7 separate regions of the Mus musculus genome follow, and regions 1, 2, 3, 4, 6 and 7 are each linked to region 5. The links are chromatin contacts, called in public HiChIP or PLAC-seq and promoter capture Hi-C maps. All regions are on one chromosome and are shown on one strand. Each heading gives the region's core, a stretch centred on a gene start, on an enhancer-like site or on the middle of the called end of the contact. The rest is flanking DNA. Distances are from core to core; before and after follow the strand shown.

What was found. Promoter capture Hi-C pulls out the DNA fragments that hold promoters and counts their contacts. HiChIP or PLAC-seq counts read pairs in DNA pulled down with a chosen protein or histone mark.
Region 1: a contact with region 5 is called in an H3K4me3 HiChIP or PLAC-seq map of bone marrow-derived macrophages, with 22 times the contacts expected there. The contact joins the enhancer-like site here to the promoter of Bub1 in region 5. A contact is called at or near these places in 1 of 39 promoter capture datasets (embryonic stem cells), 4 of 15 datasets of contacts at CTCF or cohesin (the NIH/3T3 cell line, large pre-B cells, pro-B cells and 1 more), 18 of 484 Hi-C or Micro-C datasets (the AtT-20 cell line, B cells, CD8 T cells and 13 more), 18 of 115 datasets of contacts at active chromatin or transcription factors (the 230-238 cell line, the SCID.adh cell line, astrocytes and 8 more) and 3 of 9 other capture datasets (adipose tissue, embryonic stem cells and macrophages).
Region 2: a contact with region 5 is called in a promoter capture Hi-C map of hippocampal neurons, with 4 times the contacts expected there. The contact joins the promoter of Mertk here to the promoter of Bub1 in region 5. A contact is called at or near these places in 7 of 39 promoter capture datasets (the 3T3-L1 cell line, cranial neural crest, embryonic stem cells and 4 more), 1 of 484 Hi-C or Micro-C datasets (CD4 T cells), 1 of 115 datasets of contacts at active chromatin or transcription factors (embryonic limb bud) and 3 of 9 other capture datasets (embryonic tail, embryonic trunk and macrophages).
Region 3: a contact with region 5 is called in an H3K4me3 HiChIP or PLAC-seq map of bone marrow-derived macrophages, with 5 times the contacts expected there. The contact joins the enhancer-like site here to the promoter of Bub1 in region 5. A contact is called at or near these places in 11 of 39 promoter capture datasets (the 3T3-L1 cell line, 3T3-L1-derived adipocytes, the HPC-7 cell line and 6 more), 1 of 484 Hi-C or Micro-C datasets (bone marrow-derived macrophages), 3 of 115 datasets of contacts at active chromatin or transcription factors (bone marrow-derived macrophages, embryonic stem cells and stem cell-derived neural progenitor cells) and 4 of 9 other capture datasets (adipose tissue, embryonic stem cells, liver and 1 more).
Region 4: an H3K27ac HiChIP or PLAC-seq map of acute myeloid leukemia shows a contact between it and region 5, with 8 times the contacts expected there. The contact joins the enhancer-like site here to the promoter of Bub1 in region 5. A contact is called at or near these places in 2 of 39 promoter capture datasets (both in embryonic stem cells), 2 of 15 datasets of contacts at CTCF or cohesin (the NIH/3T3 cell line and large pre-B cells), 1 of 484 Hi-C or Micro-C datasets (bone marrow-derived macrophages), 8 of 115 datasets of contacts at active chromatin or transcription factors (the 230-238 cell line, acute myeloid leukemia, bone marrow-derived macrophages and 4 more) and 2 of 9 other capture datasets (embryonic stem cells and liver).
Region 6: an H3K4me3 HiChIP or PLAC-seq map of bone marrow-derived macrophages shows a contact between it and region 5, with 3 times the contacts expected there. The contact joins the enhancer-like site here to the promoter of Bub1 in region 5. A contact is called at or near these places in 15 of 39 promoter capture datasets (the 3T3-L1 cell line, 3T3-L1-derived adipocytes, the C10 cell line and 9 more), 3 of 484 Hi-C or Micro-C datasets (bone marrow-derived macrophages, gonadal supporting cells and large pre-B cells) and 11 of 115 datasets of contacts at active chromatin or transcription factors (the 230-238 cell line, T-cell acute lymphoblastic leukemia, acute myeloid leukemia and 4 more).
Region 7: an H3K27ac HiChIP or PLAC-seq map of embryonic stem cells shows a contact between it and region 5, with 5 times the contacts expected there. The contact joins the promoter of Tmem87b here to the promoter of Bub1 in region 5. A contact is called at or near these places in 14 of 39 promoter capture datasets (the 3T3-L1 cell line, 3T3-L1-derived adipocytes, the C10 cell line and 9 more), 6 of 484 Hi-C or Micro-C datasets (bone marrow-derived macrophages, cranial neural crest, embryonic stem cells and 1 more), 4 of 115 datasets of contacts at active chromatin or transcription factors (acute myeloid leukemia, astrocytes and embryonic stem cells) and 4 of 9 other capture datasets (adipose tissue, embryonic stem cells, liver and 1 more).

What each region holds. Positions count from the first base shown.
Region 1 is chr2:128,571,298-128,574,758 of GRCm38.p6, reverse strand. Gm36203 (a long non-coding RNA gene) reads left to right here. Exons shown (of 9, transcript XR_866725.3): 7 at 133-278; 8 at 2,975-3,214. Among named protein-coding and RNA genes, the nearest start is that of Gm36203, 19 kb to the left of the region's middle. Within about 2 kb of position 1,323, at least 34 of the 459 cell types and tissues checked have an H3K27ac peak or open chromatin away from gene starts, as enhancers often do. A contact at or near this core is called in the SCID.adh cell line and bone marrow-derived macrophages, where this site is marked.
Region 2 is chr2:128,697,305-128,700,711 of GRCm38.p6, reverse strand. Mertk (MER proto-oncogene tyrosine kinase) reads right to left here and starts at 1,797. Exons shown (of 19, transcript NM_008587.2): 1 at 1,609-1,797. The coding sequence starts at 1,666. Gm39931 (a long non-coding RNA gene) reads left to right here and starts at 2,210. Exons shown (of 5, transcript XR_001783466.2): 1 at 2,210-2,298; 2 at 2,796-2,897.
Region 3 is chr2:128,492,769-128,495,944 of GRCm38.p6, reverse strand. The region is part of intron 2 of Gm39928 (a long non-coding RNA gene); the gene reads left to right. Among named protein-coding and RNA genes, the nearest start is that of Gm39927, 28 kb to the left of the region's middle. Within about 2 kb of position 1,919, at least 27 of the 459 cell types and tissues checked have an H3K27ac peak or open chromatin away from gene starts, as enhancers often do. A contact at or near this core is called in bone marrow-derived macrophages and hematopoietic stem and progenitor cells, where this site is marked.
Region 4 is chr2:128,468,547-128,472,042 of GRCm38.p6, reverse strand. No RefSeq gene overlaps it. Among named protein-coding and RNA genes, the nearest start is that of Gm36154, 3.8 kb to the right of the region's middle. Within about 2 kb of position 1,487, at least 85 of the 459 cell types and tissues checked have an H3K27ac peak or open chromatin away from gene starts, as enhancers often do. A contact at or near this core is called in the NIH/3T3 cell line and acute myeloid leukemia, where this site is marked.
Region 5 is chr2:127,829,981-127,833,483 of GRCm38.p6, reverse strand. Bub1 (BUB1, mitotic checkpoint serine/threonine kinase) reads left to right here and starts at 1,625. Exons shown (of 25, transcript NM_009772.2): 1 at 1,625-1,764. The coding sequence starts at 1,739.
Region 6 is chr2:128,551,215-128,554,837 of GRCm38.p6, reverse strand. No RefSeq gene overlaps it. Among named protein-coding and RNA genes, the nearest start is that of Gm39928, 3.3 kb to the right of the region's middle. Within about 2 kb of position 1,552, at least 26 of the 459 cell types and tissues checked have an H3K27ac peak or open chromatin away from gene starts, as enhancers often do. A contact at or near this core is called in bone marrow-derived macrophages, where this site is marked.
Region 7 is chr2:128,817,015-128,820,428 of GRCm38.p6, reverse strand. It overlaps Tmem87b (transmembrane protein 87B), which reads right to left and starts at 2,126. Exons shown (of 19, transcript NM_001355629.1): 1 at 1,926-2,126. The coding sequence starts at 2,090.

The DNA of each region.
Region 1 (3,461 bases), core at 74-2,573, 740 kb before region 5:
GCCCAAAGATTTATTTATAGAACTCAGAACCTTCAGAAGAGCAGTCAGTGCTCTTACCTGCTGAGCCATCTCCCCAGCCCTTTCCTCTAAATTTCAACTGTGGGTCTAAAACTGATTTTTTTTTTAATCAAGCCATATATGTCCACGGATGTACTCCTGTCTCACCTGGTCACGCTTGGAAATTTTACACATTTGCATATTTGCACTGTTGCTTGAATGACTATGAGGGACTCCAGAGCATAAAGATCTTCAGTGGTGGCAAATTTTCAGGATGTAAGGTTTGTTTTGTTTTGTTTGGAGAAATAGCCATGTGTTTGTTGATATGAACTGAAGGTAAGTAATGAGGACACAGCCACCTGCTACACTCACTGTGGGAGGTCTGGAAAGCGGTGACCTTGCCAGAGTGAACCTGGACAGAAGCATTAGCTGCTATTTTCTGTAGGACTTTTTTTTTTAAAAAGAAAATTATTTATTTTATTTTGCGTGCATTGGTATTTTGCCTTGGTATTTTGCCTGCATGCATGTCTATGTGAGGGTATCAGACTATCTGGAACTCCAGACCGTGGTTGGAAGATTGGTTGTATGTGGGTGTCGGAAACTGAACCCAGATCCTCTGGAAGAGCGACTGGTGGTCTTAACTGCTGAGTCATCTCTCTGACTCTTAAGCTGGCTCTTCTGGATTCTTTAGAGCACACTAGACATCTTTACAATGGTGTGTTTGATTTGAAAAAAAAATGGAGAAGCAGGGACAGGAGAGATGGCTCAGCATTAAGAGCACTGGTTGCTCTTCCTAAGTTCCCAGCACCTGTATGGCAGCTCACAACAGCCTGTACTCCAGTTCCAGGGGATCTGACACTGCCTTTTGGACTCCTTGGACACTGTATGCATGTGATAAACATATGAAAATCAAGCAGAACTCATAAAGTAACAAAATTAAATTTAAAATGGAGAGAGAAGATAGTAATTTCACTGTAGGCCTTCTTTCCAATATATTATTCATGGTGCTTCTGATCCCTTGTCATATCAGAAGGACACTTCCGTTCTCCAGTTTTCCAACCTCTAAAATGAGAACAATGGAGCTTACCTCATGCACTGTTTCTAAGAGTTGAGGGAGATGCTAAATGAAAGTTGTCAGCAATAGTGGGGTAGACTCCACTTAACCCAACATCTGAGTATATACTCTGTGATATAACGCTAAAATATATGATTCAGTGTGTGTGTGCGTGTGTGTGCGCGCGTGCGTGTGTGAGCAAGCCCATATAGTGTGTCCTCCTATATTGAATTTTCTAGCTCTCTCTCCTTGGCAAGTAGAGGCATTTGGCAAGTGATACTACCATTGGCCAGTAGGTGGCAGAAGCTGTCCGTCATGGACACTAGTTTGGTTCCAGTCTCAGAAAGGGAAGATCTTTCCCTAATCTAGCCAGGGCTTTATGGCAATGCTTAATCACATGGCAAGGAACATGCAATAACTACTGGTATTTCTGTAAACACACATGCTAAGAAGCAGCTGCTAGCTAGGGAGGAGGGAACATTCAGTCAGAGGTCTCCTGAGGACAATCTATATAAGGAAAGCCCTATGAGGGTTTTGTTTTTGTTTGTTTTTTTAAATCCATCAGCCAGTCAACCTTCCTGACTCATTGAAAGAAACATCTATAATCCAGAAGACAGTGATAATACATGTTGTGGATTATAGTGTGGTTGACGGCTGCCTGTCTCCTCCACTCCCCTCACGGCTCCAATCCTGGTGTCAAGATCACCTACAGAGTGTGCCTGCAGGATTCGGTGCCTTCCGCACTGTTGCATGTGCTTGCTTCTTCTCTTGTCCTGGCAACTTGCCGGAGTTAGGCCTTTCTCGAGAGGAAAGTTTATTTGAACTTCATTCTACCATTACTAAAATTGGCACCAAATAGATCTGTAGCTGAAGACACATCTCAGCCAAACAAAAAGTGGAATCTGCCGAACACTGGGCAACAAAGGATTCAGTGCGTGCAGAAACTTTGCACAACAATTGTTAACGGTGGGAAAATACACAAGAGTATGACACTCATCATCTCAGGGTTATTTATCTGTATACAGGGCCCTGCAGTGTAGCCCAGGCTGAACTCCAGTTTGTAATCTCTAAAGCCCTGGGATTGCAAGCATTCCACCAATCCCAGATACCTTCACCACTCAAAGGTATTTAGTTGAGTAGTGCTAAGTACTCTCACATAATACAGAACTGTAGCTTACATCCATTACACTATTTGGTAAACACCAGAGGTGCCTTCAACAGCCACCAACAACTACCATCCAGATCTCTATCTCTAGGAACATGACTATTCCAAGTGCCCCATATAAATGGAATCATAGAGTACTGGTCATTTTATGATGGGACTTTTTATGTATTATGTATTACATATGATGTATTATACATTCTTGTTTTCTCTATATGTTTATTTTTAAAAATAATTTTTTATTGTTTTATTTATGTGTCTATGTGTACATATATGCATGCGAATGTGTGTGTGTTTGTGTATATGTGTGTATGTATATATGTATATTCCCATGGAGGTCACAAAAGGTTGTTGGATCCCTGGAGCTGGAGCTACAGGTGGCTGTGGGTCTGTGGAATTGAACTCCTCTGCAAGAAGAGCAAGTTCTCTCATCTCTGGGCCTCTCCAGCCCCTGAGACGATTAATGTTATATACCACCTTGACTGGGCTAAGGCGGGACCAAATAGTTGGCAGACATTGTATCTGGATGTAGTTAGTTTCTGGATGAGATTAGCATTTGAGTCTGTAACTGAGCAAAGAGGATTCACCTTCAACAACAGGGATAGGAATCACCCTGTCTGCCCAGGGCCCAAATAAACCAGATGGAAGAATGGTGCACAATCTCTTCCTGAACTGAGATGTATCTTCTCCTGAGTCTGCACTTCGAGGCTACTTATTCTCAGACCTTCAGACCTGAGGGCTCTTCACCCCTGCATCCGCAGGCCTGGGCTTCAACGAGCCACCACTCATCAGAGCTTCGTGGGTCAGGATGGTGGTACCTTGCCGTAATCCCAGCTCTGAGGAACGGAGTCATAAGAGTCTTTGGGCCAATCTGGGCTACATAGCAAGACGCCAACAGTATCAACAACAAAGGAGTGCATGGCCCAATAGCATCTGCAGCTGTAGAATGCAAGGCAGTCTGAGAAATGAAAGTCTCCCCTCAAAGCTACAATGTTGAGAGTGTAAGAGCTAAATGGAGACTGGGCTCCATCCCTGCATGCTTTATTATCTAGTTTAAGTTTCTCCTCATCACAGCTCTTTCCCTGGTGAGTTAAGCAATCACGGCAACATGGCTAGGGGTGTAGGAAGTAAGAAGGGAGTTGAGGCCAGGCCCTGGACAAGGATCCCTGGGGAACTCAAAGACTGCATATACTTCACCGCCTGACCTTCAGCTGCCCTCTTCTGCTTTCACATAAACTCATCAGTTTG
Region 2 (3,407 bases), core at 548-3,047, 870 kb before region 5:
AAAAAATTGAGAAACTTTCATTCTTTCTCAGCGTGCATTTTAAGCCTTTCTACGGTTGTCTATGTCTGTCAGCTACAGAACTTCATCACACGTTTTCAAAACTTAGAAAATAAAGCATAGCAGGGCAGTGGTGGCACTCGCTCACCTTTAATCCCAGCACTTGGGAGGCAGAAGCAGGCGGATTTCTGAGTTCAAGGCCAGGCTGGTCTACAGAGTGAGTTCCAGGACAGCCAGGGCTACACGGAGAAGCCCTGTCTCGAAAACAAACAAACAAACAAACAAACAAAAACAAAAAGAAAATAAAGCATAGATTTAAAAATATCAAACAAAAGCTTTGGTTCCTATCACTCTTCCCATGCTTATGACAGTCACAGCCTCCAAAATGACGCGTGGCCTGCTAGGGCTAGTAGCAAAAGTATACCCGACTTTCAGCGGATTATTAAGAACAGTCCTGGCAGAAAGGCTGAGGAACTTTTGAGGGTTTAGTAATGGAGAATAGAGTGGTCTCAGTTCTTAGCTCGTTTTTTGGCTGTTGATGTTTGTTGCAAATTGTCACGTTGCCTCAAACTACAAATTGCTTATGTAATTTAATGTGCAAGGAAAGAATTGTTTAAAAAAGAAAAAGAAAAGAAAAGGAAAGAAAAGAAAAAAAAGCTCATTTGAGCAAATGAACTTTGAGAGGAAAAATGAGGTTTGTAGCTAAACCATAAACCAAACTTTCCTTAAAAGACAAACTTTAGTCTACCAGATTCAAGATCAAAGAGACAAAATTACACTCCGAATAGAAACAGATCTTTTAGGGCAGGAGCAATACCTGAAGGAACAATACCTGAAATGTGCTTGCTTATAGTAGTCTTCCAACCCCTCCTGCGTCTATTTCTTTTTGGAAAAACCTTGTTTTGTTTTCCCCCCAGCAGCTTCTTTACAAAGTGCCTCAGTGTCATCTGTTGGAGGAACCTGCCATACTTGTTTGCGCTAATCAATCCAGCATGTCAAATTGAACCGCTTGTGAGAGCACTTGTGGTCTGAGCACTTGTTTGTGCTACCCAAACAAAAAAGATTCCGCTCCACAGTAATAATAGTGAAAGGACCGTATCGTCCCCCTCGGCTTTTTGCAGGCTTCTTACACTCACAGACAGGCTGTCCCTACAAAGGAGGGCTAACACAATGTTCAGCAGAGCCCAGGGGAGAAGCCAGAACTAGTCTTTCCCTGGCGGGACACCTAGCCTCCAAGCAACGCCACGCGCTAACGGTGACATCCAACTTTTGCAGCTACTTATTGGTTCACGGCGTGGAATTACCTTGGAATCCTCGGTCTATGATTCGCAGAAACCCCGCCAAAGCTCGGCAAGGCTAGACAGTGTTGAGGGTAAAGTTCTTGGTGCATGCCACGCCAGACCTGAGTTGCATTTCTTAAAGGCTCAAACTTCGCTGCTCCCAGAGCGCCCAACCGGGCTTGAGGTCTTTCTCTGTGGTAATGGGAAGCTCTCGGTTCCCATCGGTTCTACTAAGACGTGCACCCCAAGACCCGGCTAGGGAGCCCCCATAACCCTCTACGGCTCGCTGGAATGAGTAGCAGCTCCCGGAGACCCTGCAACCTGCACTCACCTCCACTCCAGAGCGCGGGTAGCAGCAGCAGCCCCAGTAGCAGTGGGGCCAGAACCATCGCGGGGCCGCGGATCTGGCAGTTCTCTCCGGACAGATGCACGTATCCACCAACGTCCCAAACTCGCCAGTCGCCGAGGGCGCGTGCGAAGCGCCTCAGTCCCGGCCGCCCGGGCAGCAGGCGCCAGAGTGGCAGTGCGGAGTTGGGGATCGCAGGAGTCCTAAGTTAGAAGAGGCGGGCCCAGGGCTCAGGCCCGGGAGGGGCCAGCAGGTTGGAGTGGACAGGGGCGGGAAGGGGGAAGGGCAAAGAGAGCAAAGAAGGATGGAACTGGAGGAGGGGGCGGGAAGGGGAGGATCCAAGGACAAGCCCTAGGGAGGGTGGAGGGGCGGGGCAGAATGGAACTTGGGTCAACTCCAGCAGGTTAACCCCTGGCTTGAGTGTGTAGGAAATCTGGAAGGGAGGTGCTGGAGGAGATGGAACAGAGCTAAGGAGGGCCACCATCTTGAGCTAAAAGGACCGAGAGACGGAGAGGAAGGGGAGGGGGCTAAGAAAGAAAATAATCGGGAGGATGATCTCTGGCTACTTGGTTACATCAGAGGAATCTCACTCTGTATGGGTAGGTAGAAGGGATTGGAAAGGGTAGAGGCCGAATTTAGTGGAGAGCGACGGATGCAACTCCAAGACCTTTAAAGGTTAGTGGGTCCAGCTGCTTTGGAGGGGCAGCGATTCTGCAGTTCAGGCTCTACTGGCATAAGAGGTCCTAGCAGCTGCATTCCAGAGGCTGTGGCCGCCGTGGCAGCACACCCTGCTTGCCAGGTCCTCCCCCTGGCTACTGAAACGGAGTGCAAGAGCGGACCCTGGCGTCAAGATCTTGCAACCTCCACCCCAGAGGTTAGCTCGGGGAGAACTAAGCCGAATCCTGTAAGGAAAGAGTTTGAAACAGGGATGGAAGAAAGTGCTGTTACAGGAAAGGGTGGGAGGCCCAAACCACGGCATCAGATTGTGAATCTCAAAGAAACGGAAGGCGTATGAGGCTTTCTTAAAGGAAATAGAATGATTTGTTTTTCTTTGGAGATAAGATCACATTAGAGCCCAGAGTAAACCACCCTGATAAATTTAAAGTATTTATTACTGAAACTGAGGACAGACCCATACGCACTGTGATACAATAAGCTCCTTGCATCTCTAGCCCTGCAGGAGGACATCAAACCAGAAGCGCTGGATTAAACAGACCCTTGATTGGTGCTTGATGTGAAAGAGCCCAGTTTACTGTGGATGGTGCCATTCCCGGGTAGGTCATTCAGGGATGCATAAGAAAGCAAGCTGAGCAAGCCAGTAAGCAGTTCCTCTATGGTTTGTGCTTAAGTTCTGGCCTCCAGGTTCCTGCCTCGAATTCCTGTTCTGACTTTCCTTCATGATGCATTTCAACTGTAAGCTGAAATAAATTCCCAAGTAGCTTTTGGTCATCACAACAATAGAAATCTACGTAGGACAGACAGGGTCTTGCTATGCTACCTAGGCTGGACTTGAATTCCTGGTTGTGCAAATATTCCAGCCTTCTTAGTAGCTAGAACTGCACGTGTGTGCCACTAGGACTTGCTTAAATCTCACTTTTTTTTTTTCTTTTAAAGGCAAGGTCTAACTATTTAGCCCTAGCTGGAATGGAATTCACTATGTAAACCAGACTGGCCTCAAACTCACAGAGATCTATCTGCTCTGACTTCCATGTGCTAGATAGAATTAAAGGTGTGTGCTACCATGTTCAACACAAATGTGACTTTTTTTCTTTCTGGTTAATTAC
Region 3 (3,176 bases), core at 670-3,169, 660 kb before region 5:
TGCACAGTATTCTAGAATCTTCTGACCTAAGAGTTTCAACTGGCTTCCCAGGGCTGAAGGTGGAAGAGCTACCAACAGTAGTGGTCATGATAAGACCAAGCTGAGGTTTGAATCGGTGGTCGTCTGGCTAGCCTCTGTTCCACACTGCAATGCCACAGTTGGGGTGCAAATGAGCTTCCCACAGGGCTGATAGCTCTGTCTGTGGTGGAGGTGAGGCAAGCAGAGAGACCCTGTTCCTGCTCTGAAAGGGAACATGTGTTCATGACATGGCCAGCTTACTTATTCATTGTTTGCAGTTAGACACTGAGATTGCTTCCGGTTGTTAGCTATCATAAGCAAGGCTGCAAAAAACATTGATATCCCAGCCATTTCTAAGTTGATGTCTCCCTGTTACAGTTATATGTCTTGTGTGTGTATGTATGTGTGTGTGTTTGTGTGTGTGTATGTGTGTGTGTGTGTGTATGTCTGTGTGTGTGTGTGTGTGTGTGTGTGTGTGTGTGTGTGTGTGTACATGCACCTGGAGACTGGAAGTTGATGTTGGATGTCTTCCTCAATCATTCTTCACTTTATACATGAGATGGTCTCGTGCTGAGCCTGGAGCTAACCAATTTGTCTAGACTACCTGGATAGCAAGCTTCAGGAGTTCTGTCTCTGACTCCCCAGCACTGAGATTACAAGTGTGTGCTTGGCGCCTCTCCCACACCCACGGGTTCTGAGACTCAAACACAAGTCCCTTTGCTTGCCTAGGTATGAAATTACCAACAAAGCCATCTCCACAACCTCAGCTATTCAGCTTTAAGTGTAATACCTGTTGCTCAGTTGCTCCCTATAGTGGTTCTGATGGCTTCCCATCCTCCTGTGGTCTTCCCATCATCCCTCCACATTGCTCATCATTCTTTCAGAGGTAAGTTTTCAGTTGTAAGTTATGACCTTTTAATCACTGATTTATGCTTCCCAAACATTCTGCGTGGGTGGATGTGTGTGTTGGGGCAAAGAAAAATGGTTTTCCAAAGAACATTCTCAATACAATCTCTTCTGCTGCCCCAGTCTATAATTTCAGTTCTTGGGTATACAGGCAGATGTATGCAGGATATAAAGAAACTTTGAATTTGGGGAAAGAAGAAAAGGCCAAGCAGGAAGAAGAAAAGGCCAAACAGGATGGTGAGAGTTTAGGAGCAGTGGCATATAACTATAGTCCCATAACTCAGGAGGCTGGGGATTACAAGCTTGAGTCTGAGGGTGGACAGTGTGTTTAACACCAGTTTGGGCTATAGAGCAACCTGGGAGACAGGTAGGAAAGAAAGAAGGGAGAGGAGGGCAAGGGAGGGGAGGGGAAGCAAGAGGGAGAGGGAAATTGAGAGAGAGAGAGAGACTTTACAAGAAAAATGAGAGGTTTATAATATAGTGATTGTACCTACTCACCATAGAGTTGAACCTCCAAGACTGAGCTATTTGTAAAAACCTTTTGTCTTTACAAGTTGATTATGTCAGGTATTTTGTTGCAGTGTCAGAAAGCTGGCTACCGAAAAGTCTTTCAGGTTATCACTGCCTGCCCAGATTCACAGATGAGGCTTCAGATTATGAGACTAGGCCCTGAGATCTTAGGTATATACATCATAATGAACCGTAGATCACAGGGTGTAGGGACAACCCACAGATATTGTATTTTCTTGCTATGAAAAACCGTGTCCTTGTGTTTTTAGTTGTTAATTGGACCTGGCAGCACCAGGCTAGTGGGATGTGTAAATGTCACTTCCTCAGCTGCCTTTAAAAGAAAGGCAAGCTGCCCTGGTTTCCCAAAGCCCCTAAAGCCAACTGGTTGAGTAAGGAAGGTGGCTTTTTGCATAATAAAGAACTGGCAGTTGGAGCTGGGGCAAGAAGTAGAGGAAGTAGTGCAGAATGTCTGGGCCAGTTGGCCCATGCAGGCAGATGCAGAGGGAGATGAGTCCGGAAGGTGCTGGGAAGTAGACTGTGAGAACCACATGGAGAGCCACAATGTCAGAGAAGTCGGGTTAAGTTAGAGGCTATCTGAGAGACCGCCCCAGCCTAAAACTGTACAGATGTCTCGATGTGTTTATTAAACCTCAACTGGGATCCCAAGAAGGCTTCTCAGTAACAGCATCTAGTTTAGAGTCAGCAGTGATTAACAGCAGAAACATGTATGAAGTGTATGTATTCTAATCAGTGTCCTGGCCTGCCTCTACCGTAGGAAACACCAGGCAGAGTGCTGCAGCTCCCGGGGTCCTGGGACAATGCCCTGAAACACAGTAGGTCTCAGGATAGGCTATCCCCAATTGGGCAACCTAACATCTGGTAACTGTCATTTCTTGTTGTCTTGGTTCACTTTCTGCCTAGATTGTCTTAATCTCATCATGGTCATAAGTGTCCCCTCTAAAATCCCCATTAAATTACCACCCTTTCTCCAGGCACTGGCCCCACACAGTGTCCTGCCATTCCCCTGGTTGCCTTTCTTCTTCGTGGGGTCGGGTGGATAGCTCTCTCACCTATGCCCTGGCCCCTACCCAGGTCTATCTCCCTGTAGAAGGGAAAAGTGGCTTCCTGAGTGGCCTGGCCTCTGTGCTGTTGGGAATCCATGGTTAGCACAACTTCTCACTCCAGAGACTTGTGTGTCTTACGTGTTGACAAGTACAGTCACAGAGGCAAACACAGCTACTCCCCAGTTCCCGGAGCAGTAAGCTGCTTAGTACTTAGAGCCAAGCTTTATTGAGTTCTCTAGACCCAGGGCCAATATGTAGCATGGTAGGGGCTGGATTGTGTGCCTCTAGAATATGTGTTAACTCAACCTTGTTATCTCATGATGTCTTGCAATTGGGAGGCAGAGTCTTCACAGAGATAATCACGTAATAAGGAGGGGGGTGAATATGATAAGCACCCTCATAAAAAGGAGAATTTGGACCATTTTGTGGGGACAAAGCCTGAGATGAGGGTGACTTATTAATGGGACTAGGAATACCAAGAAGTGCCAGCAGGCAAGACACAGAAGCCAGGAGGGAGCATGGTCAGCTTGTTCTTACAGTCTCCGGGAGGAATGAACCTTGTTGACACCCGGGGCTTTGATATCTGTCTCTTAGAACTGTGGGAAAATAAATAGATGTTGTTTAAGCCATTTGGCTATAGCATGGGCCACAGTATGAGTGAACAGTTAAATGCGTTTT
Region 4 (3,496 bases), core at 238-2,737, 640 kb before region 5:
GCAGTTGTCTTGGCTCTTGGTTCCCCACTATAACTAAATAACAAGACCCTTTCACTGATTATAGGACACAAACAAATTGATATTAAATTGACCAGGAACTGTTTCCTCCTGGTCAGTGTTGTAGTTCTGGAAAGTGTTGTGTAGGCTGTTGGGGAGTAGGGCAATCAATGTTCTTATTTACTGGACCCTGATTGTTATAATATTGACCTATCAGGCGATACATGTTTACCGGTACAATAGCGGCAAGACTGTTTATGAAGGTAACAGATGTTCTCTTCATTGGCTTTGAGGCCTGCTTCACAAAAGTTATACCTGGTAGCTTAAACACTGTCAAAACCCAAGGCTAGAGATGTCACTAGCCCAAGGGGAGAATCTATTAGTATTGTTCTTCTAGATGGTGGTTAATGTAGAGACTCCCAGCTATTCCAAATGCTGAGACCAGGCTACTGTGAGTACTTAGCCACAAATGGGACTTGTACAGCAACCCTCCCTCTCTAAGGGTCAGGGAACAGTGCGGACAAATGTGTGGAAAGATTTCTTAAGTCTGCTTTCGCGGATTACAGTGCTAACTAGCCTCACATTAATGTTTTTGGTTATTAACTATGCAGTTTTTGTCCTCATTCAGCACCATGGACTTTCTGAAATTCAAATGTAACTCAGCAGCCTGTGTTTTGCTTGGCAACCCACCTGCATCTCAGGGCTATGCATTGGCTTGTCCCAGCTCTACTGACATCTCTGCTGCTTGTGAAAGTCTGAGACTTGCAGATTCTCAGAAGGGACAGCTTCCCTCCTACCATGTCAGGGTCTCCCAGGAGCCCGTGAGCAGGTGAGCCACTGGCCTGTCCACCCTGCTTCTTTCCAGCCCCTGTAAGTCTGCAGTCAGTCTTCTTCTCACTGTTATTGCCCGAGATCTCAGAGCTTATGGGCTGGGCTTGCCAGGAGAAAGAAAAAATATCCACCCAAAAGACAAGAAGTTTGGGGGACCCTGGGCCACATGCTCAAGTACTCAGAGCTCCTGATCCACAAAGGTGTGTGTGTGTGTGTGTGTGTGTGTGTGTGTGTGTGTGTTAAAGAAGGTTCAAATTCATGAGGATGGGAAGTGAGAGTGCAAGGCTGGCCACCTTTCTTCATCTCTCTCTTTCCACACCTTCCTGCCCAAACTGGTATTTTTGTCTTTTATGAATTACAAGTAAGGCCTTTGTTGAAGTCTGGGGATCTAAGGTCGGCTTTGGAGGGTTGTGGGGAGTCTTTTTAGTTCCTGCGGCTTTGTCTTTCTGAGCCTTTTCAGTAGGTTCTATTCCTCCTCCCCTCCCCTCCCCACCCCTGCCACGCCCTTGGCTGTGCCCCTTTCAGCACATTCCCACACTCTGATTCTTCTGTGGCCTGCTGTTGGAACGTCTCTGAAATTCCCATGGGCTTCTGCTCAGCCAGCGCCCTTCCCTTGGAGTACACATGGGATCACAGCACACATGTTTTCCCAGACTCTCTCAGGCCGACTTCCTGTTGGGAGCCCTGGAACTCTGAGCCACTCAGTACCATGTGACTTCAGTACTGGGTGTGGCATCTCCTGGGTGAAAGCCACATCCTCTCCCTCTTCAGCAGACATGCAGGTACAGAGGGCCTGAAACTGTCACTAGCATCTCACCAATCTGGTCTACGGCTTCCAGACTGTTTGTAAAGTCAGTTTAAGCCACAGCCATTGTCAAAAGTTACATGTAATCCTCTAGGGATACAGACATACCAGTTTCTCATTATTAACAGAACACCTATCAGTAGTAACTGAAGGAAAGAGGCTTTGTTTTGGCTTACAGTTTGAGGGCACAGTTCGCGAGAGAAAATTGTGGCAGGGACAGCAACTGTGGCGTGTACCACTCTGAGGTCTCCCAAGCCCTTCCATATGCAGGTCCCATGGAGTCCTGATGCCTCTATGACACAGCAGTAGCAAGGGATTTTGTATGATGGAGGAGGATACCCTGCCCCCCGCCCCCCCCCCCCCATTACAGTTGGTTTTAGTGTCAACTCTCCATAAATTAGAATCCCCGGAACTGTCTGAACTGAAGATGTGCCCTGATTGTGTGAGTGGCTTGGGGAAGACCCTCTCCCACTTACTGCCCTTATTCACTTGGCCTCCCCTCTTGCTTCAGCGATGATTTACCCTGAGGCTGCTGATTCCTTTCCTCACAGTAGAACCAGTGCTCCTAGACTTCCACTGATGACTGTGGTCCAGGAATCTGCCAGGTTTTCAGGGCCAGGTTGGCACTGCTGAGACACACAACCTTGTGGATGGAGCAATTCCTGGGTGCTGGCTTCTCCAGTGGGAGACAGCTACTGTGGGACTAATGGACAATCAGCCTCAAAACCGAATGACTGCTGTCCTAGCCCCTCAGGGATGATTCTGCTGTTATTGCTATCTTCACACAAGCTGACTTAGTACCTCCCTTAATACAATATATGTATATATATATATACATATGTATATTATTATAAACACATATGTGTTGTAAATATATATTAAACATGTATTATAAATGCACACATATATCTTTCGCCTGGCTTCATAATTCTGTGCTTCAATTTCCTCACCTGAAAAATGAGAAAAATATTGAGACTTATCTTCTCCAAAGTATGAGGGATGAGCTTTCTCTGAAGCTGTCTACTGAGCAGGTTTCAGTGAGCTAAAACACACTAAGATCTTAGCATAAAGCCCAACACACACGTACACATGTATATGCTTAACCTAAATATACCCCAATTTCTTCAACTCTGTCACATCCCCTAAGAGTTCCATAAACCACCCACAAGGCGGCATCACCCACTAGGAAGCAGGCATTTAAGTACAGGAGTCAGAGGAGGACATTTCACGGCATTCACAGTAGGCCCCAGTTTACAATGTTTCTTTTCACTCATTCATTGTTGCTGAAAGATCTTTTCAGAGGTGTAAACATGATCATATGGAAGTCAGGAGTCTGCCAGGTTTGGAGGGAGGTGGAGGACGGGAGGGAAAAGGCAGTCAGGGGCCAGTGTACATTTGTACATCACACTCTCCTCCCACTCAGATGATGCTGACACCATGGTGATGACCATTGAGATGATGTCATGGGGTTAAAACTCACTCCAGTGACCTGCATGAAAGGGAACACTTGCCTGGGGCTTTGTCTTTCCTGCCCCATCTCCAGGTTTGGATTGCCATGATAGAATCCATCACTCAGGCTCAGACCTAGCCAAAGGCTCACCAGAGTCACATAAATCCCCTCAACTGTGGCGTGACCTTGCCCTCCTGGTCTCTCCCTGTCAGCTATTTCCTGGACACCTGCTAGCTGGAGCTGTCTGTGCTTTCTTCAGAGACCCCCTCAGCCTCAGCCTCAGCCTTGCCCTCTGCCCTGCACGTCTGCCTCCCTCCTCTTTCCCCCCACTTCTGCTCTCTTGCCCCCATCACTTACCCTGCATCACCACCTCCACTTGACCCCAAGCCCCTGCACTCTAAGCCTCTATGGCA
Region 5 (3,503 bases), core at 376-2,875:
AACCGATGAATTTATGAAGTTCTAAGGCAAATGGATAGAACTAGAAAATATCATGCTGAGTGAGGTAACCCAACCGCAAAAGAAAACACATGGTATGCACTCACTGATAAGTGGATACAAGCCCTAAAATAACCAGGATTCAATTCACAGACCACATGAAGCTCAAGAAGGAAGACCAAAGAGTGGGTGCTTCGGTCCTTCTTGGAGAACAAAATACTCATAGGAGCAAATATGGAGATAAAGTGTAGAGCAGAGCCTAAAGGAAAGGCCACCCAGAGACTGTCCCACCTGGGAATTTATCCCATATACAATTATCAAACCCAGATACTATTGTGGATGCCAAGAAGTGCATGCTGAAAGGAGCCTGATATGTCTGTCTCCTGAGAGGCCTTGCCAGAGCCTTACAAATAGAGGCAGATGTTAGCAGCCAAACATTGGAAGTGTATTCTTAATCTACTTTGCTTGCTACTATCTACGAGGAATGCAAGAACCTGGAACTCCCTCTAGTGGTGTTTACCAATTCTGCCAATATCATGGCCACAGACAATATTTTCGTGTGCAGCTATAAAGACATGTCAGGAATGTTCCTCTAGTTAGATGATTCTAGGAAATCAAATGGGAAATCACTCATAATTCTTTTCTCTAGGTTAGAAAATGTCTATCTGTCCAGAAGCTGCAATATCTTTTTTATCAACTTGAAGGAGCTGAAAAACTCCCAGGACCTTTAGAAACAGGAAGGTAGTAATCGCATGAGTCTTTTATGTTCTACTTGCTTTGGTCAAGTGACCCTAGAGAGGCAAAGTGGGAAGTTATTAAAACTCAAGAAGCAGGGAAGACTAGATTATTTCTCAACTCACTCTCAGGGCACATGAACATGTTAAATATTTATTCTTGGACTTCCGGACTCTTTAAAATTACTATGAATATTTTACAAATACGTGTGGGTGTGCCTTTATGTGAACCAAGTGTGGCAGAGGCCAAAGGCATGGGATCCCATAAAACTCTGGATGGACACACACACACACACACACACACACACACACACACACATATACATGGCTATTTGTCTTCATTCGTGAACCAGACATAATGATTGTGGTTTCCTCATTTGTTATATGAGTATGTGCCACGGCATGCATGTGGAGATCAGAGGACAACTTGAGGAAGTTGGTTTTCTTTCCTTCCACCTTGTGGATGCTTTTATTCACCGAGCCAGCTCACCAGCTATGCCATTTCTGTTAAGCAAAGAGGACAAAAATTCGTGAGTGACTCTCAAGACCCAAGAGGACTCAAAGGGGTTTCAGTCACAGAATCGTCACGTTCGGCCTGGTAGTGTAATACTGTAAGCCAGTTGCCATTTATACCGTTTTTTAAAAAGTAATAATAATAACTCTATGCCAAAACATGGCTAGTGTCTCACTAGAATGGAAACAAACCTTAGCTCAGTCAGCACCTAGCATAGGACTCACTAAAAGGCAAATGAAAAGAACTGCGGGCTAGGGACGGAGGGGGCGGGGACGGAGGCGGGACTTTGTCTCCCAGCAACGGCCGCAGCGATTGGCCAGCTCTCCCGCAGCGGAGACCAATAGTCAGGCGCGCTGCCCACGTTCGACATCACAAGTGCGGCTGCGCGGGGAATTCGAATCGCCGGCGGCCTTCGAGACTCGGGGTTAGGGGCTGATGGGGAGTTTGGTCGGCGGCTGGTGGGGTATTTCGCCGCTGCGCGTTTTTTCTCGTCATGGACAACCTAGAAAATGTCTTTCGGTAAGTGTCGGTCAGGTGCGGTGAGGTGGGCCGGTCGGGACGGTTAGAGTCCGGGTCCCTCAGGCGCGCTTTCTCCTCAGCGCCGCTTCCTCAGCGGGTTCGCTGCACCAGGCCTCAGCCAAGGCGGTAGCCCCCGGGTCACTCGAGTAGACGTGCAAGCTGCAGCCGGCTACCGTTTTGTGCCGAGGATTTGGGCAGTCTGCGGAACCTTCTGAAGTCACGTATCTTCTCCATGGGGAACTTCCTCTAGACGCGAGGGACGCCCCGCCTTCAAAACCCAAACTTGTGTGGTGGTGGAGATTTTTGGAGAAAATTTCAAAGTCTGATAAAAATGCCACCCAACTAAGGAAAGAATTTATTATTTCTCGATTGCCTGATACGTAAGAAAAAAATTAAAGCTGAACTTTATGGGGGGGGGGGAATGCTTGCTATTAAGTCATTTGAGGCTTCCTGCAGGCACTGATTGGTTATTTGTTTTTGTTTTGGGGTCTGGGGGCGGGCGCTTAGGTGACTTACTCAGCCTGTGATGTTAAGCCATTTAAAACTGTTAAATCGGATGTTACAAGAAATACAATTTTATTTTCATCAGTTCTTTAGGTATTCTAAGAGTAAGATATCCAAAATCTGTTGGCGTTAAGCAATTTAATTTTTGATCAGATCGACTAAGGATTTCCCCTCCCCGTTCTAAAATAGAAGCTAGGTATTTTGATTTTTAAAGACTAATTTATTTTAATGATTTGATGTTTAAGCCATTTTCCCAGGAGGTGTGGTTGGTGTGGGGCTATTCAATGTTTGTTTATCTTGGACAAATATTTGTATTTCTTATTTTGCTAAATAAGAACTTCTAAACACAGAAGTAGTGCTGACATTTCAAACATGCTAAAAAGAATCCAAAATGAATCCAAAGTGAAAAAGTGAGAATCGTTGACTTAAAAATAAATTGCTAAAATCTCTACTAAATTATGAGAAAACCATTGCAGTTTCTCTGAATGATCATTTCAGTTTGCCAGTGAAATATATTTTGAGATATAGTTTTCTGGTCATCTACCAAAATACTACTTTTAAATTCTTTTTCTCCTAATCTTATCATTTCTCAGTTTAAAAACCTATGGTTGTTTCTCAACTTGATGCATACTGAGAATACAGTTAATTGCCATGTATCCTCTCTCCAAAGTTGTACACATACTATTCTCACCCTTACTTGCTGTAACTTCTGAACTCATTACTGTTTATGGTTCCAGCCCTGCTCCTTTTTGTGAAGGAACAAAGAAGACATTTAAAATGCAGATAGAGCTTGCCACCTCTTCTCTTCACACTTTATTTGACTCTTTCTGCTCAAGTTCTGTCAGCCTGTATGATTTCCCTAACATGCCTGTGGTAGCTAGCTAACAAGTCCTTAAGTATAACATATGCCCACTCTTACTCCTTTAGTTTGCCCCCCTTTTCTATTTAATAGTTAACGAAACATGGTACTATTTTTATGTTTGTGTTTGTTTATCCCACTAGCATCTGAGGTCATTGGGCCCTGATTTGTTTGCCTGACTTCTTAAGCTGTGGTTAGGTACTATGGAAGTAAGGGAAGCAAAGTCCTCTGGGAGCATTGTCATCATGGGCTCTTCCTTTGGGACAATGTTAGATTTGGACTCAAGCCAACAGTCTCTGGAAACTCCGAATTGAATTACTGGGGCTATCACACCAAAAGGAGAGGCATTCTTTGGATCTTAGTCTAACCCTCTAAC
Region 6 (3,623 bases), core at 303-2,802, 720 kb before region 5:
AGAAGTATGAATATAAAATATAGTTAGCAGCAGGCTAGTGTATGCTCTATGGAGGAGGGTGCCATTGAGAGCCTGACTCTGACATCCAAGATGGCCCTTGTACCAAAAACTGCTGAGAGCAAGCTCACAGCTGGCAACAGGTTCATGCTCTCTGTGCACTGTGACTGCAGCGTCTCATTTCCCTCTCCTGGAGAGCCAGAAGGGAGCCATAACTTAATGGCCTTTCTCTTTCCCCTAACACTCATGTACCAAACCAGAGATGGCTGCTCTGAGAACCCAGCAAGAGTGTCACACCCACCAATGAAAATGCATGGGCTACAGAACCTGAAAAGGGCCTGTGAACCTGGGCCAAGAAGAGCCTGTATCTTGGAGAAGGGCCTGTCTCCTGCCATCTACACTTCTTCCTTAGAGACTTGCAGCTATGACTCTTTAGCAGGAGTCACCAGGGTTGCCAACTCTCAGGGTGTAAGTGGGAACAACGCCAGCCTTGAAAGATGGCTGGGTCACCCATGGAAGGAGTTACAGAGACAAAGTTTGGAGCTGAGACAAAAGGATGGTCCATCTAGAGACTGCCATATCCAGGGATCCATCCCATAATTAGCCTCCAAGCGATGACACCATTGCATACACTAGCAAGCCTTTGTTGCAAGGACGGTGATATAGCTGTCCCTTGTGAGACTAGGCCGGGGCCTAGCAAACACAGAAGTGGATGCTCACAGTCAACTATTGGATGGATCACAGGGCCCCCAATGGAGGAGTTAGAGAAAGTACCCAAGGAGCTAAAGGGAACTGCAACCCTATAGGTGGAACAACATTATGAACTAACCAGTACCCCAGAGCTCTTGACTCTAGCTGCATATGTATCAAAAGATGACCTAGTCGGCCATCACTGGAAAGAGAGGCCCATTGGTCAGGCAATCGTTATATACCCCAGTACAGGGGAATGCCAGGGCCAAAAAATGGGAATGGGTGGGTAGGGGAGTGGGGGGGGGGGACTTTTGGGATAGCATTGGAAATGTAATTGAAGAAAATACGTAATAAAAAAAAAAAAAAGAAAAAAGAAAAAGAAAGATGGCTGGGGCCACAGGAGACAGCTGCTAGCAGGTCTTCGTGAGACTGCCTAGTCACGGGCTATACAGGTTAAAAACAGAGATGGGGGGCCAGGACACCCTGGTTTTTAACATATACTTGTTGCTTTGGCCCCATCTTCCAAACCTAAGTAGCATCTAGCCTTCTGTACTATGGGCAAGTTGAGGCCAGACAGTGGGAAATAGTGTGTCCTACCCTTGCCATCCCATGGCCTACCTTCCCCCAAGCAGCTGTCGCATGGCTGGAAAATTGTTGATTCTTGCCTTTCACCAAACCTGCATGAGGCTTGGTTGGCATGTTGGCAGAGAGAGCCTACAAATGCTCCTAGTATGCATGGCCCAGCCACATCTCCCGCATTTTAGAATGAATAAACCTCTTGTTGAGATGCCACCCTAGCTTGGATCACTCTGTGCTAAGCCCAGGGATCTGACCCTTGTGGAATTCCCCGGATGTTAGGGTGTGGCAGTCTCCTGAGACATTTCAGGACAATGGGGTTGTGAAAAGTTCCGAAAAAGCTGCCAACACTCAGATTCTAGCTCTGACCATGATTGAAGTTCTAAAGCTCTCTGAAGCTAGGGTTCCTCAGGAGGGATAACAATAGGAAGCAAGTTACCAGGTTGCTGGGTATGAGATGAATTCATTCTTACAGAATTAGCTCAGCACCAGACGGGCTCAGGAGTCATTCACATCCCTGGATAGGGCGTAGCCTTGACCTACTTCTCCTTCTCAGAGGGAAGCAGGCTTAGTGGGCCCCTTCTCCTTGTTGGTTACACAGAGATTTCCTTTAAATCCTTTAAGTGCAGTGTTTACTATGAGGGAACTGATTTGGATCAGTTGCTGGACTTCACAAACACATCGATGATAGATGTGTCTGTCTGTTGAGCAAGAACTTCTGGGGTGGGGCCTCCACTGGCTGGTTCTATATGGGGGTCAGATATTTCAGAGTCCTAAATGAAGCCAGCTTGTGCCCAGTGTAGTTACCTTTCTTACTGCTCTGGCAAAATACCTGACAAGGCAGTTTTGGGAGTGAAGCATTTATTGTGGTTCATGGTTTAATAAGGGACACAGTCCATCAACAGGAATCTGAGGAGACACACCACACTGTCTTGGCAGCCCTGTAGCAGAGAGTAGTCAGGAAGTGAGTGGGTCCCCCCACCAGTGAATCACTTCCTCCAGGAAGGCTCTACCTCCTAGGCTCTACAACCTTCCTCCGGAACAATGCTACCAGCTGGGGATCAAGTGTTCAAACACTTGAACCTGTGTGGGACATTTTGAGTTCAAGCCGTAATGGGCTCCTTCTGAGTTAAAGCTTGCCTGAGCTGGGCAATGCAGCCCTGCCAGTGGATGAGTGGTGGTTAGGACTCGCCTAAGGGTTCTTGTGACCTGGCCCAGCACCTCCTACCTGGGATGGGACCCTCCCCCGCCTCCTGCTTTGAACATTCTCCTTAAGTGCTGGGCTGGGGTGAGGATTTACTCACGTGCCCTGTCCTGTTCCCTCTCCCATGTGCTGACTCACCTGTGGTTTCAGTTCCCAGAACCTCTTGTGCTGTGTTTTGGTTGCGGGAGTCATGTGTGCACCTTGCCTCTTCCCACGGCTGAGGCTGAGCCCGAGCCTGGCCTTACTCCTGTTACCACATCCAGACCTTCCCAGAAAACATTGCAAGCATACACCATGCAATTTTCTAACTCGTGAGAAAAGAAGTAGAGAGTGACGTGCCATGCCGTCCATTTTTAGTTCAACAAAAATGACATACCCAAACCAACTTCTTGCTTAGCTTACCTTCTAGAAACGTTCAGAAACCTTGAGATCCACTGGTAGCATCCATCTCTAGCCTCTGCCCTGCAAGCCAGGCCCCTGACACAGGCTGTCCATCTCTCCCAACCACAGCGCTGGTCTCCCAGGGCAGAGGAGGCCTTCTCCCTTTTCCTTTGCTTTAGCTCTGGACACATTGTAGCTGGATGGGGAACCCTTGAGGAGAGGTTTTACACTTGGACTTTTTAAAAAAAGGTTTTCATAAGGGCAAAAGTAAACAAAAAAAAATGCATCCAACACAGAAAATACAAGGAAGAAAGTGTGAGCTGAAATTCAGCTCCATTGACAGAGTCATTACATATCCGGTAACTTCTGCCTGTCTGTGATGGTGACCAGCTATCTCCATCAAGGGAACTGACACCTGGTGACTCTTGCCTGTCTGGGATGGTGAACTAACCGTCTTCATCATAGAAACCGACACCTGGTGTTGTCTGCCTGTCTGGGATGGTGAACTAGCTGTCTTCATCATAGGAACCGACACCTGGTGGTGTCTGCCTGTCTGGGATGGATGATAAACCAGCCATCTCCACCATGGGAACCGACAGCATCACACCACACAGGCTCTTTTCCCACTTCTTATCTTCCTAGCCCTGGGCCAACTTCTTTCACGGTTTTCTATTTTGTTTTTTTGGCACTGGTACTAAACCCAGGGCATCAAGGAAGCCAGGCAAGTATTTCTATCGCTAGCTATACCCACAACCCCTGAGGACACATTTTTACT
Region 7 (3,414 bases), core at 877-3,376, 990 kb before region 5:
TATATTACCCCTGATATTGTGTGAGCTCCTTGAGAGAAAGGATTGTACCTAAAATTCATCTTTGCAGGAGGAATAATCAATCTAGCAAATGGCATATGGAGATGCTCAAACTATTTGTTAATTTTTATAGCTAAAAGAACCTTTTTTTTCCTTCTGATGAATTCATAAATGAAAGTCTTTTTTTTTTTTTTTTTTTTTAAGACAGGGTTTCTCTGTGTAGCCCTGGCTGTCCTGGAACACATTCTGTAGTCCAGGCTGGCCTCGAACTCAGAAATCCACCTGCCTCTGCCTCCCAAGCGCTGGGATTAAAGGCATGCGCCACCACTGCCCCGCATAAATGAAAGTCTTATTCTCCATGTTCTAAAAGACAAATTCTGACAACTTATTCTAAGAAAAAAAATAATCAGCCTGCTTTTTGCAAAGCTGACACTGCTGGCTTGAGCTACACAGGAAATAAACTCAGTCTGACCAAAGCATAACTACAGTCAAAAAACACACTTCTCTGCTTGTCAAAAGAACCTGCCATTCTTCCCAGTGGGATTCTTACTATCTGAAGTACGCTTGACAAAGATCTTTTGGTACATGCTCAAGCAACAGTTTTCATGGAGCTGATTCACAATGCTCTTATTTTGAGTTTGGAAACCGGCTTAACTGCATTCACTAAAAAAGCAGCAGGAAACCATAAAGTGTGCTTCAACAAACATTGCTTTTTATTGATGAGAAATACAGCCATAGAGATGGGCAGGCCCTATCGTGGTAAGTATACAAAGACATGTTTCATTCTCTCTGTTCTAAAAGATACATTTCTGACAACTTGATATAAGAAAAAAATAATCATCCTGCTTTTTGCAAAAAAAGGCTGCTGACACTACCAGCCTGAGCTACACAGGAAATAAACTCAGCCTGAACAAAGCATATGACAGCTAAAAAAAAAAAAAAAAAAAAAAAAAAATACTGGGCACCTACTCAGAAGAATCTCAAACGCAATGAATACACTGAGCCGGGCCACAGAATGAAGCCTACACTTGAGCCTCTGCAGTTTTGTGTTTGGAAGTATGTGCACCTTCTGATACTACTTTTGGTTGAAGGAATATAAATATAAATGTCACCTTTAGAACTTAGACGCTGTTTCCACACATCCCAAGCAGATCTGGGCGAGTCATCTGACTCTGGACTCAAGACAAGGCCGCTTCCCGATATCCTGTCTCTTTTGCAAGACTTTGCACAATTTGGTCTCTGCCTTCTTCCCACATCATCTCTTAACCATACAGGACGTCAAGTTCTCTAACGGCCTGCCCAGTTACGGAAGTTTTCATCCATCAGACTCGCCCTTTAAACACTCTTAAGCAAACACCCTGTTCCACAGACACGCGCAGAAGTCATGAACACTAAGGAATATACAGAAACTCAAGAAAAATAAGAGAGGCGAGGTGACTTTATGCACGACTGTAGAGCACACTCAATTTATGCTCTAACAGAAAGGCTAGACAAACCTTGTGGCCTTGTGGATGTGGCCCCAGTAGTAGTAACCTAGCCGAAGTATTCGGTCCCAGCGATGCCGCTGGGAATGCAGAGATTGGGGCTCTGAACTGAAGAAACAAAAGCAAGATCTAGAGACACCGTGTCAGGACAGTGAGAGGCGGGTGGAGAGCCTCGCGAGCAGCAACAACATTTGGAAAGGGAAGCCGTCTTAGGAAAGCACAGTGGGACCGCTCTTCCCAGAAGCCTAGGCAGAGGAGGGGGACGCTCCCTTCCCAGAGCCCACTCTAGACAAAAGGCTCAAGAAGCGCGTCAGAGGACCCACCGCTGGTCCCAGAGAGCCCTAGTGAATGTGCCCAAGGCCAGACTGGTCCGCAGGCGGAGCTATCCAGCCAGGGCCCTGGAGCCTAAGAAGCGCCACGCCTCAGTCCCTACAGAGCACTTACGTCATTGACCGTCCTCGTCCAAAGCCCGAGCTCGGGGACTGCGTCCACAGCCGCCGGGACCCAGCACAGGAGACACAGGGCAACTCGCAGCAGCTGGGCCCCGGCGGGCCGGCGGCAGAGGAGGCTGGGAAGGAGGCCAGCCTCAGACCGACAGGCGGCAGCCATCTTGACGCGGACGCCGCACCTGCGCTCCCGGAACCCGGCCACGCCCCGGGGCCGCACCTGGCTCAGCTCCGCCCCTGAAGGGGCGTGCCCACGAGGGGAACGAGAGCACGGGCGTGAATGCGGAGGGGGTCTTGGGCTGAAGCGGATAGGCGCTGTTAGAGGAAATAGGCTCAAACCTGGAGCAGGGCTTCAGGGCCAGGCCTGGAAGGAACCGAGGAAGTGTGGAGGGAAGGGAAGAGAGTCCAGAGGGAAACCCGCCCACGGAGGGGGCGGGGCCTGGGAGGTGGGGCCGGGTGGAGGCGGGGCTGAGAAGGTGGGGCCGGGAGTGGAGGCGGGGCCAAGACCTTAATTGGGGCGGGACTATGGGCACGGGGCGTGGTAGGGAGGCGGGGCCTTCCCGGGAGAAGGGAAGGCGGAACCAAAGTGTGGAGGCGGGACTACAAGATTAAAAGGGCCGAACCTGGGCGGAACTAGAAGCTGCTTTAAGGGGAAGGTTGTGTGTAGAAAGATGGAGGCGGGGAAAAGAACAGGGAGAGGAGGGGGAGGAAAAAGAGGCAGGGCCTTAAGGGAAACTAGAAAGGAAAGACCTGGCTGCAACGCAGTTGAAAGGTCAGCTTGCAGAGCAGGGCCCCGAGGATAATGGGGCACTCTAATGACAAGTTGCAGAAATGAAGATCCTAGTACTTGGGAGGTGGAGGTAGGAGGATCGTGGGAATTCAAAGACAGCCTATAGCCACATAGCAAGCGTGAGACCAGCGTGAGCTGCACAAGCTTGTCTAAAAGCAAAACAAAATACTTGTCAACTAAGGGGAAAAAATTGTTTCGAGAGCAATAGTCAGGTCTCACCAGTAGGTGGCACTAGGAAATTGATGTTTTATATGAATTTGAATCTTTCCTGAAGGTGTTTTTTTAGTCCCGATTAGATTCAGTAGGAGTTACTGTTTATACCTCTAATTTCCTTATTTTAAAATAGTTAACTATTTTTCAAGCACATTTAAGTTCACAGTAAAATCGAGAGGAATGGATCTCTAGAAAGTTCTAATATCGCCCTGGTCACCAGCTTCCTCTGCTAGCAACATTCCACACTACAAGGAGTACCTTTAATAGAGACCATTAAACCAGTAATCAATTCAGAACTGTATCTTACGGCTCATTAAATATCTCACAGAGGTATCGATCTCCGAGTAATAGACTAAACAGGGAGTTTACCTTATTGAAGAGCAAATGGAATATTGAGATGGTCCTGAGGTTAAAGGCACTTGCTGCCAAAGCTGACTACCCACAAGGTCCCAGAAACAGACTCTGGAATGTTGTTCTTTAACCC